Regions from separate parts of the Mus musculus genome. Here region 1 is linked to region 2. A link is a contact called in public HiChIP or PLAC-seq data. All regions are on one chromosome and are shown on one strand. Each heading gives the region's core, a stretch centred on a gene start, on an enhancer-like site or on the middle of the called end of the contact. The rest is flanking DNA. Distances are from core to core; before and after follow the strand shown.

Region 1 (6,224 bases), core at 2,294-4,793, 72 kb after region 2:
TGCTCTGGGTGACAGATGACAGCTCTGATGTGGGGGGAGGATCTCAGGTTGCTTAAGGGCTCTGGCCTCATAACAGTGCCACCCTGATTTAGAATCCACAAGAAGCCTGGAGACAGAGACAGGTACCTGCTCTGATCGTGTCAGCCTGGGGAACTGCACCCCCAAGGAGATCTGGCATGGGACTGTTCTCTCTTGGGCTGTGGCCTTTGATGCTACCCTGTTGGAGCCTTCTTCCTGGTGAGTGTGTGCTGGCTTTGAGTGTCAGGGATACAGGAATGTGAAATATAGGTGACTGTATTCAGGAATGGCACAGGCTGGTGATGCCTAAGGTTCATGTGTGTGTATGTGTGTGCTCATTTCTGCTAACTTTCATTTAATCAAAGTGACTGTCTTAATGCTAGCACAATGCAATGTTCATGGTAGGGAAATTTGAAGAAAAGGAAGAATTTTGAAGAATGGTGAAGATGGGCTTTCCAAATATGGAGGGCTCTCAATGAAGACCTAAGACTTTTCTTCCTGTGTTGTCTTCTTGCTCCTGAAGGTATATCAGCAGAGGACTCCGTGAGTCTCATTGGGAATTTAAATGCCTGTAGTGGTAACTTGCATGTGCAGTATGGTGGACACCAAGGCCTGGTGTGTGGGAACCCAAGTTGGGGTCTGAAGGAAGCTTTAGTGGTCTGCAAACAGCTTGGCTGTGGTCGTGTGCAGTATACCTACCAGCATATTTTGAGACCTGAAGAGACAGAGCCACCTTGGCTTTATGGTGTTCAGTGCCATGGTGAGGAAGCCACAATTTGGGACTGTTCCCCAGGGTCCTGGGGACCCTCTGACGGTTGTGAATGCCAGTGTATAGTGTCAATTTCTTGTTCAGGTGAGTCAGCTAGGGGATGGTAAGATCTTGGTCCCAAGAATCTCCTTTTGTGCTTTGGAACTAAAGGAATTGAGACAAATATCCAAGGGAAGAGGGGAGGTATGGCTGGGTGTGAGTCCCTTTCCCTACAGATGCCCTGGGTGAGAAACTAGCTGAGAGCTTTCATTCCATGTCCTAAGGGTGTTCAGCTCTCATTCTCTCTGGACCCCCTCTCAGTAACTTTTTTCTGAAGTCTACTGCTATCCAAAGTCATCAATGAAGCTCTATTTTTTGTTTTTTTTGTTTTTTTTTTCTGTCTGCCTTGGAGCACTTCAGGGAACACGTTGGGGGCTTGCACACATACTCTTGGTATTCAGGTTACAACTCTAACTAGGGGGAATTACTTGATGCTTGAGACAGGTATCCTGACCAGGCTCCCTTGGCATCCACTCTATCTAGTGGGTATACTCAAATCATGGCACTGTAATCCTAGGAGGATGATAGTGTTGCCTCTGTCATGCCAGGGAACAGCAAAGGGTGGTGTCAGCACCAGGAGTCCTTTGCATGCTACTTCAAGATGAGGAAGTAAGTCAGTAAGTCTGTCTGTCTTGGTCACTCACCATGTGAATAGGCTTCCAGGACCAGTTTCCTTTTCAGAAACTTGATGACAGACCTTTGAAAAGCAGGATTTATTATGGACTAGATTATTCTGTCTCGGCAGAACTAAGCTGTCCTAACCTGTAACTTGTGTCCTCTCAAGAATGGCACAGGTCTGCAGGAGAGAGAGGCTGTTTCTGCCCAGTGGCCTCCTAGCCACAATGTACCACCTCACCTGGAGGTAGAGACACTCAGTTTCTTCTTTAAATCCACAAAAGGGGAGCTGCTAGGAGCCGATATGTCTCAACAACAAAAGAATAAATAATATTAAATGTCATTCTGTGTATTTCTGACATTCTTGAAAACAACTATCTATGTAAAATAATCTGGACTGTTGTCTGTTAACTACTCTCAGCTATTTCTAATTAAATTATTTGAAAACACCCTAACAATAAACTCAGAACCATGAATTTTCTAACTAGCCCTTAACTCACAGGGTTAAACATCTCAGATCAGTTTGTAATGGCATTTATAGAAGGACTGGGTCCAAGCCTTGTACTTTTAAAATTTTGTATCATTAGAAGAAATTTATACCAATGATAACCTTGATTCTGTATCAAAATAAATTCTGTACCAAAATAAGAAACTATGACTTCAACTTAGTAACTATTGTAAAGATTTCTACCAAATGCGATTATGGTTACACAATCAATTCTAGCTTTTTCCTCCCTGTTCCAATTATGACCATTTCAACATTCCCTAAAAAGACAACTAGAATAACCACCTCTAGACCCCCACATCCAGAGAACTGTGGTAATGGCTTTTCACAACTTCTTCAAGCTGAACATGGGCATTGAGTCTATAGAGATGTTTAAATGGGAATACTCATAGAAAACAGGACACTAGTAAGAGACCAAGGAGTGAGGTTTCTAAGATATAGAATGTGGATGGTAATAAGGGGAAAGGGGAATAATGGAAGAGGAAGTAATGGACGGGAGGACATGGTAGAAGAAGGATATATTATATATATCATATGGTCATATCATATATGACCATATATGTATATGTGATCATATATGTATATATGACCATATATGTATATATTATGTTATATATCTTATATATATCTTTTTAATATATAACCCTACATAAAATATTTATACATATTATATATACATATCTCTATCTATCTATCTGGTTATAATGGAGTTAACCTACTACAGGGATATAATGCCTCATTCAGAGATCATTGCCTATAAAAGAAAAAGCTTTGTCCCAGATATAGTATACCCCCTTTCTAGTTATTGATCCTTGGGGTCCCATAGGCCAATCAAAACATTATAGTCTATTGCTATTGTTCTTGGTTACTCTTCAGAACTTGAGGATAAGACACTATTTCTGAAGGTACCACATATGAGTCATAGAACACGGAAAAGTCAGGCTGATATTGACCTGGAAGCTACCATTGGACTGAGCACAGGGTTCCCAATGAAGGAGCTAGAGAAAGGACCTAATGAGCTGAAGGAATTTGCAGCCCCATAGGAGGAACAACAATACAAACTAACTAGTACCCTCAGAGCTCCCAGGGACTAAACCACCAACCAAAGAAAACATATGGTGGGACTCATGGCTCCAGCTGCATATGTAGCAGTGGATGGCCTAGTTGGTCATCAATGGGAGGAGACACCCTTGGTCCTGTGAAGGCTCTATGCCCCAGTGTAGGGGAATGCCAGGGCCAGGAAGCAGGAATGGGTGGGTTGGTGAGCAGGAGGAGCAGGGGAGGACATAGGGGGGTTTTGAAGGGGAAACCAGGAAAGGAGATAACATTTGAAATGTAAATAAAGAAAATATCTATAAAAACTCTAAAATGAAAAAAAGAAGGTTGTGAGGACAGTGCCTGCTCATTGCTGCAGTCTGAGTGTGAAGCCCCCAGAAGCCCAGGTACTTGAATACTTAGTACTCAACTAACAACACTGCTGTAGATTATCCAGAAAATGGAGCCTGGTTGGATAAGATGGATTGATTACTAGGGGAAGGTGGGTCTTGAGATTTTAGAGCCCAGACCCACATCCTGTCTTCTCTCTGCTTCCTTCTACATTAGGATGCAATGAGATTCGGCAAGCCTTCAGCACGGGGGGGGGGGGGGTGGGGTGAGGCTGGGTGAGTGTACACAAATGTTTGATTCTCAGGCTCTGTGAGGAAGGATTCTGAAAATGGGACCTCAAGTGCTTCTTATCGTATGTTTCCTTCCCAGGAACCTGTGGGCCAGGACACCTAGAAAGTCTGTTGTGTCTCACGGTGTCACAGGTGTTCCGTGGTTTGCTCCTTTCTCTCTCGCCCTTGAGTTAGTCTCTTGGGCAGGACTTCTTAAGCTAAATTTCCTGACTGGGCTCTAGATTTACTTAATTATGTAAAGCAAAGTTTGATTTCTTTTACAGCTTCTCCATATTTGGGGGAAATGTATTGCTAGATTTTTAATATGTAATGGAGTTTTTATCTCATTTTTGATTGTTCAGTCAAGATAATGGTTAACTAAATAATTTACATGTCTGTGCTTATACATATCCTGCAACTTTATAAGGTAGTGTGTTACCTCTGTTACTTTCTTAGTGAAGGCCTCTGGATTTTCTACATATGAGTTCTACTCATCTCTGAATAGATCTTTGCTCTGTCTAGCCTGGCAGCCCGTCTTCTTTTCTTCTGGTTTTCCTCTTTTGGTTTCTTTTGTATTGCTCCCAGTGTTCAGTGGGTGCTATGAACATGGGCATGCTTCTCATGTCCCTGATCTTAGGACCAAGACTTTCAGTCTTAGTCTTGTATGCTTGAGTACATTGCTAATTGCAGGGCTTTCTAAACACTCTTTGGTGATATGTTACAAATTTCTGTTTTTTTCCAATTCTTTTGAATAATTTAAAGATATCAACTATATTAAAATCACAATTTGAGATCATCATTGTCCTTCCCTTTGATGTATTAGTACTTTCTATTATGGTGGCTGTTTTTTATGTATTGAATCAACTTTGCCTTTCTGAGATAAATCTTTATTATTAATTAATTAATCAATTGTTTCACTTTACATCCCACTTATTGCCCCCTCCAGGTCAAACCCCTCCCATTCTTCTCAGATAAGATGGGGGCCCCCTGGGGATTCCCTCACCCTGGTACTCTGTGGGGCTAGGTACATCCTCTTCTACTAAGGTCAGACAAGGCTGTCCAGCTAGAAGAACATATCCTATGGACAGTTCATAGCTTTTGGAATAGCCCCCACTCCATTTATTTGGGACCCACATGAAGACCAAGCTGTATATGTGCAGGAGGCCTAGGTCCAACCTATGCATACTCTTTGGTTGGTGGTTCAGTCTCTAAGAGCCCCAAGAGTCCAGGTTAGTTGACTCTGTTGGTATTCCTGTGGAGTTTCTATCCTGTTCAGGATCCACAATCCTTCCCTGTATTCTTCCATAAGAGTCTTCAAGCTCCACCCACTGTTTGACTGTGAACATCTGCATCTGACTGAGTCACCTGCTGGGAGCTTCTCAGAGGAAAGCCATACTAGACTACTTTCGGCAAGCATAACAGAATATCATTAATAGTGTCGGTGATTGGTGCTTGCTTATGGGAGGGGTCTCAAGTTGGGCTGGTTATTGGCTGGTCATTTCCTCAGTTTCTGCTCCATTCACTGTCCCTGCATTTCTGGTAGACAGGATAAATTTTGGGTTGAAAGCTTTGTGGGTGGGTTGGTGTTCCTATCACTCCACTGGGGTTCCTGCCTGGCTATAGGAGGTGGCTTCTTCTGGTTCCACATCCCCAGTGCTGTGAGTCACAGCTAAGGTCACTCTCACTGATTCTTGGACAACTTCCTTATCACAGGTCTGTCTCATCCCCCTACCTCTCTACCTCCATTGGTTGTAGATTTCCATTCATTTGAGATAAATAATAATTGGTTCTGGTATATCATTCCATTTGCAGTTAATTTCTGTATTCTTCAATGTTGTTGAGACTTTTGCTTCAGAATCTTTAGGATGTTAGTCTGTAATGTTTTATTATTGTAATGCCATTGTCTGGCTTTTCTAGCAGGATGATGCATACACAGAACTAGAGAGCTATTTCTCATGCACTTTTCTTTATTCTAAGGTTGTTTTTTTTGCATTTAGTAATGGTATTTATTTATTTATTTATTGCCATTTATTAAATGCTTTTACTTATTTATATTCCAAATGTTGCTTCCCTTCCTGGTCCCCTCTCCCAGAGTCCTTCTTCACCCCAACACCCCTCCCCTTTGCCTCTGAGAGGGTGCTCCCCCAACCCCTCACACACCTCCACTTCACCCCTTAGTATCTCCCTTCCCTGGGGCATCAAGCCTCTATAGGATTAGCCACATCCTCTCTGACTGAGGGCAGACAATGTAGTCCTCTGCTACATGTGTCAGGAGCCACATGCCATCCCATGTAGGCTCCTTGGTTGGTGGCTTAGTCTCTGGGAGTTCTGAGGGATCTGGGTTAGTTGATACTGTTGTTCTTCCTATGTGGTTGCCATCTCATTCAGCTCTTTCAATTCTTCCCCTAACTCCTCCATGGGGGTCCCCAATCTCAGTCCAATGCTTGTCTGTGCATCTGTCTCAGTCAGGTGCTGGTAGAGACTCTCAGAGGACAGCCATGCTATGCTCCTGTCTGCAAGCATAACACAGTATCAGTAATAGTGTCAAGGTTTAGTGACTTCACATGGGATGGATCCCAAGTTGGGCTTGCCACTGGACTGCCTTTCCTTCAGTCTCTACTCC
Region 2 (6,155 bases), core at 150-2,649:
AAGCTGGGGCTTGTCTATGTTATTAAGAACAAAATATGTATATGTGTATTTCTTTGTGAATGTATTTGTATATTTATGTATATCTGTATGTGCATATATATGTGTATGTATACTGTATTTTCAATTTTCAAGTGGAAATTTCCCATACATTTATCAAATAATATTTGTTTTGCTATGTGGTCTATTAAAAGTACATAAGTCATGCCTAACACCATTAAAATAGCCAAAGTGATGAGAAAGAAGACACATCTAAAACTAAGAAAACAGGGGCAGGACCAGGCTCCCACCAGAGGGAATTTGATACGTATGTGTAGAACTCATGTGGAGGGCTGAAAAATATTATGGGAATATTAATCCCAGGTGTGGGAATATGGGGCTGCTTCAGCTTGTCCACAGCAGCTGACTATGATTTGCCTCGTGCTCTAGCAGGGGTGTGATTTTGCCAGCTGCAGATAGTTTCCGTGATTGTGTGACATTTGGAATTCTGGGGACTTTTCCAAGGGTATATAAATGCTAGGGCCCGGAGAGGTGAGTGGGTTGTTAATTGATGGTCGTGGTTGGTTTGGTAGTCATGCACAAAGAAGAAACAAGAAGAAGAAATTATGTATACTGATGGCAAAGATCAAACTGAACTCTAACCAACAGGAAGTAGTTTAATGATAATGACGCCCCTTTCCCCTCTAGCCTTTTCTCTCTCCGATCTAGTGTTAGGGGGTTAAAAGGGTGGAGGAAAAAAGAACCTATAGAGTAGCCAAAGGCAAGCTCAGGCCTCCAAATAAATAAATGTAATAAACAGAATAGTAAATGGAAAGGAACAGTGCAGCCATCACAGGCCAGCTCCAAAACACATTCTTTTCCTCTTTCATATTTACCATCCATCTGGTTTCTACAGCAAGCTCTGCCTGGTTTTATGCTTCACACCTCTGTATTCTCTCCTGCTGTGTGGCAACTCGCCCTCCAAGTGTATAGACTCACAGCAAGAGCATGTGTTTATTTCTCTGGATTCTGTGGCAGTGTTTCCTAGGTTACCTGCTCCTGGCTTCCTCTGTAACATGGCCTCCGGGCACAGGTGGGGTGAAGGCAGCTGAGCTGCTCCCAGGCTCTTTCACCTGGACACCTTTTTGTCCTCAAGGTCTCCCTGGCCTGGAGCCACAGCTCCTAACAGGAGCTACCCAGTGGCCTATCATAGCACATCCAAACCCAGCCCAGAACCCAGTGTGAAGAGCCAGATTTCAGCTCCGGGTGTATGAGTGTGTTCCCCCACAGAGGAGTTATGTGTGAGGGCATCATATCTGGAACTGCACAGCACTTCTGTCTAGGCAGCTGTAGCCTCTGTGGTCAGAGCTGCTTGCTCCCAGGTTCTTGTGAGTGAAAGCACATCTGTGCTGTGTAACTTCTTTCTCTCCGTGCTAGGTCTGTGAGGTTGAGCTTGACTTCCTGGGAGCTCCTCATTGATACAATGTGTGTACTTACTGACACTTGGGTTTGGCTGCTCAGGTGCTGTGACCAGTGCTCTTGTGTTTGGTGCCTGAGGCTGCTTAGGATAGATGGCCTCCTGCTTGGGAGCCCTTCAGGGCAAGGGCTACACCTGTCCATGTTTACAGAATCCAACCACTTCCGGAAGATCACTGGCTACACCCCTGTGTCTGGGAGGGAATGCCCTTGTCACTCTAGATTTGCCCCCGCTCTGCATTTCTGGTCTTTTAACCTTTGTTGGGTACAGTATCTTTTTCACAGTTTCATTCCTAACTCCTTGACTGTCAATGACTCCGAGGACCTTGTGAGTTAGTGGCCTTTGGCCATCATCTTCTGTGAATCGCTCTTTTCTAACTGATTGCCTCTGCTGATCTGCGGAGGTAATTGTATCTTCCTAAACACTAGATTTTTGTCAGTTACACGTTGTGTTCCGCTTTATACCTCTTTTATGGTGTTTGTGGAAATAGAGATGTTTGTGATTCTATTTTCAATAATCTAATTTCCTTTAAGGTGAGTGCAGTTTTTTTTTTTAAATTCCAATACCAACTTTAAAAAAAAAAGATTTATTTGTTTACTTTATCTATATGAGTATACTGTTGCTGTGTTCAGACACATCAGAAGAGGACATAGGGTCCCGTTACAGATGGTTGTGAGCTACCATGTGCTTGCTGGGAACTGAGCAGCAGTCTCTGGATGAGCAGTCAGTGCTCTTAACTCCTGAGGCATCTCTCCGGCCCCGAGTGCAGTTCCCCCCCCCCCCCCCCCCCCGCAAGATCTTTTCATGTCTTGCTTATGAAACAAGGCTCACTGTGTCCATGGTTCAGCCAGTGCACTGGTGTTGGAAAAAGCTGAAATTTTCCCTGTGCTCTCAAATGCAATCTCCTCCAAACAAGAGGCTTACATCAGGTTTCTGCATCCCTGCAGCTCTACATTCCAGATGAGATTCTGTTTTTTTCTGCTGAGGACCAAATGCCTCTAGGAGTCTGTGAACTTGTTTTGTATCCACTTTGGAATATTTTCATTCACTGTGAAACATTTTTACATTTCAGGACAAAACTTTCCTGGCGAAGGTCTGTCAGTATCTATTTTCAACTTTGGGCGTCTCTCCAAGGCGTTCCTTTCTACCACAAGATGGACACTAAAATGTTTTCGTCTTCTACTTTTTCATCTGGCTGCTTCTCTGTGATTATTTGAGCTTTTAAATTAAAAAAGGAAGTGTAAATGACAGTGCAAACTGCATATAATATGTCTCATCAGTGACACCATCATTAAAATTAAGATGATAAGTGTGTGCCTTGGCTGGAAAGACGGGTCCTCAGCCTTCCTGTCACCTTCCTCAAACCACCACAGGCAGCTACCGATCTGTCTCCATCTCTGCTGACCGGCTTGTATCTCCTAAGTTTTATATCAATGGTACCACACACTATGTGTTCTATTCAATCCCATCTTCCTTCAGCACAGTTATCCTGATTTTGTCTCTGGTGTGTGAACTGAAGATCCATTCTTTTATGGCTGAGTGCTCCACCCATTCTTTAAAGGCTCCACAAGTGGCCCAGGGTACAGACAGACACATTATACTTCGCTTATCCAGCCCCCTTATCGTGGACATCTGAGTTTTTCCTACTCTTTCATTACTCTATATGAAGTTGCTATGGAAAGACACACATCTTTACAAGCCTATATGTTTTCATGTTTCTTATGAGAAAATGGCTGTATAATATCATAAGTGTGTATTAAAGATTTTAAAACTCCCACTCATTTTCCAACGTGGTTGTTCTGTTTGTGTTCTTCCAGACACCCTGTGAGACCCTGGGTCTTCCAGGTCCTCACTCAGACTTGAGTGGCCAGGCTGTAATCTAAGCCACTGTCCCAGGTGTGCAGTGGTTTCTCATTGTGGTTTTAACTTGTGGTTCCTTAACGACTAGAGATGTTCATCATATATCTCATGTGCGCATATCTCTATGTTCTTTGTAAAATGCTCATTGAAATTGTACATTTAAAAATGCTTGGATTATTTGTGTTACTATTGGGCTTTGCTTAACTGGAGGTAAAATCTTTGTTCATAGGTATTTTCTGTTGAAAGTTTACAGTTTATCTTTAGGTCGATGATTATATTTTTGTAAAAATTTTTAAAAGATTTAAAAAAATATGTGTGCATATATATGTGTCCACAGGGGCTAGAAGGTAGAGTTAAAGGTGATTGTGAGTCACCTGACATGGCTGCTGGGAACAGAACTTGGGTCCTGTTGAGCCATTTCTTCAATTTCCTTCTCCTACTCTGCCCCCCCCCCCCTTGAAGATAAGGTCTTATGATGTAATCCAGACTGGCCTGAAATTCACTATATAGCCCAAGATGGTCTTAAACTAACAGCATTCCTCCTGCCTCAGCCTTGCAAAGTGCTGGAGTTAAAGGCACGAGACATCATGAGCTGTCATGACTTTAATGTCTGCTGACTCTTTGAGCTCCCAATCCTGTGATCTATTTTGAATTTACTTCTGTAGATGATGTGAGATGTCAAAGCCCATTTAAGAAAAAGATTTATTTATTTTATATGTTTGAGTACGTTGTTGCAGTCAGATCCCATTACAGATGGATGCGAGCCACCATGTGGTTGCTGGGAATTGAACTCAGGACCTCTGGAAGAGCATTCAGTGCTCTTAACCTCTGAGTCATCTCTTCAGCACAAATATACTTATTTTTCTTGTCTGAATATTTTACCTGTAGGCATGCCACCTACTTGCCAACCACGTGGCCAGGGCATATGAAGTTATAGGTGGCTATGAGCTGCCATGTGGTGCTAAGATTTAATCTTGGGCCTCTGCAAGAATAGGCAGTGCTCTTAACCACTTAAGCCATCTCTCCAGACCGTCAAAGCCCATTTCTTTTTGAAATCTTGGTATTCGTTGATTTTTCTAGCATAGTTTGTTGGAAAAAGAAGCTCCTTTGTATACTGAATGCCTGTGAACCTCTGTCCAAGATATTGGCTTTGTTGGTGTGGTCTGTGCATTGTCTCTGCATGGTTGAGATTCATTCGTCTTCCTTTAGCTGGCCTCACTACCTTGGTCATCGGCTTCCTAATAAGTCTTAGAATGCTCATGATGGTCGTTGGTCTTTGATGCTGCTTTTTAGGTGTTTTCAACGGCACATGTTCTCTGCTTCCCACGAGAACTTTCAGGGTTTTCTAAGAGACGCTTGATAGGATTTTGATTGATGTTGTGGTTATGCCAGAAACTAATGTGGCATCGGGATAATATGAGACTTTTGAACATGAACATGACTCATTCTCCATTCCTGCAGCTCTTCTCTCAAAGAATCACATGAAATTAAATTTAACAAAGCAGTTAGAAATTATAAACAAATTGATATATGAAATAGGTTTCATTATAGTTTCTGGATTTTTTTTGTAAGATTTATACTTAACTACTTTATGATTTTGATTCTACCTCCAATAGTTAAAAAATTTCCTACTGCTTGTTGGTAGCATGTAGATATGCTTGAATTTTGAATTTTGAGCATCTGCCTTGTATCCTGCAAGCTTTCTGACCAGTCTGTTACTCTCCTAGTTTATTTTAGATTCTGTTAGAGTTTCTGCATGGCCCGTCACATCAGCTGTGTGACAGCCTTTTCTTGCCTTTCTGGACTGTCAGGAGCTGTCTGTGCAGTGCTGAGGTGGTGGGCCACACAGCCTGGCACTGCTCTTGACTTTGGTGAAAGAGTTCCGGCTCTCCTCTCAAGTGTGGAGTCAGCCAGGCTTCCTGTGGAAAGAGCATCTTGTGTGATCTTACTTTGTTTGGAGCTATTTCTTTTCAGATGTGGATGTTACATTTGCTCTGTTTCTATGCACCTCATGAGACAATCAAAGCATTTGTCTTTTAAACTTGTGAATTGCATTGCTTAGTTCTGAGATGTAAACAATTTTAAACTACGTGTCTGTGTGTGGACATGTGTGAGTACAGATACCTGTGGAAGCCAAATGAGGATGCTCACTCTGGAATCCCTGAAGCTGGAGCTACAGTCGGTTGTGAACTATCTATTGTGGGTGATGGGAGATGAACTGTGGTCCTTTGCAAGAACAGTCAATGTAAGTGCTCTTGACCAATGAATCTTCTCTCTAGCCACTAAGGCCTGACTGTGGTGTTTGTTTTTGACATAGGAAGCCAGTCCTGGCTGGCCTGGAACTCACTATGTAGAATTTGAACTCACAGAGATCTACCTGCTTCTTTCTCCCAAGTACTGATTGATTTTTAAATGTTAACCCAACCTTGCATGCCTAGTACAAATTTTACTTGGTACAAATGTATTATGCTTTGTTTCTACCCATGGATTTTACAGACTAAAAATTACCTAGAAATCTTGCATCTGTCGTCACGAGAAATATGACATAGTTTATTTTGCGATGCTTTTGAATGGAAGGAGAACTTCCTCAGGACGACCAGAGAAGCATCTCTTTTAAGTCTCTCCAAGAGGGTGCTTTTGCTTGCAGGAATGTCTGCACCACATGCGTGTATTATCCACAGAAGCCGGAAGAGGGGCAATTGGAGTTTGTTAGCTGCCATGTGTGTGCTAGAACGAAACCAGAGTCCTTTGGAAGAGCAGCCAGCTTGTGTGTTATTTTTATCTTGAATGCTTAGTAGGATTAACCAGCCAAGCTATCTCTCCTGAAGTATTTTTTGAGAGG

The links. HiChIP or PLAC-seq counts read pairs in DNA pulled down with a chosen protein or histone mark.
Region 1: an H3K4me3 HiChIP or PLAC-seq map of the SCID.adh cell line shows a contact between it and region 2, with 17 read pairs. The contact joins two enhancer-like sites. A contact is called at or near these places in 3 of 484 Hi-C or Micro-C datasets (Th1 cells, effector CD8 T cells and nephron progenitors), 2 of 115 datasets of contacts at active chromatin or transcription factors (CD8 T cells and the SCID.adh cell line) and 1 of 9 other capture datasets (embryonic stem cells).

The regions. Positions count from the first base shown.
Region 1 is chr7:140,261,393-140,267,616 of GRCm38.p6, forward strand. It overlaps 5830411N06Rik (RIKEN cDNA 5830411N06 gene), which reads left to right. Exons shown (of 16, transcript NM_001128146.1): 4 at 93-237; 5 at 1,375-1,435. Among named protein-coding and RNA genes, the nearest start is that of 5830411N06Rik, 17 kb to the left of the region's middle. Within about 2 kb of position 3,544, at least 5 of the 459 cell types and tissues checked have an H3K27ac peak or open chromatin away from gene starts, as enhancers often do. A contact at or near this core is called in the SCID.adh cell line and Th1 cells, where this site is marked.
Region 2 is chr7:140,191,697-140,197,851 of GRCm38.p6, forward strand. It overlaps a transcript of Cd163l1 not described here. Among named protein-coding and RNA genes, the nearest start is that of Olfr524, 8.0 kb to the right of the region's middle. Within about 2 kb of position 1,400, at least 38 of the 459 cell types and tissues checked have an H3K27ac peak or open chromatin away from gene starts, as enhancers often do. A contact at or near this core is called in the SCID.adh cell line and Th1 cells, where this site is marked.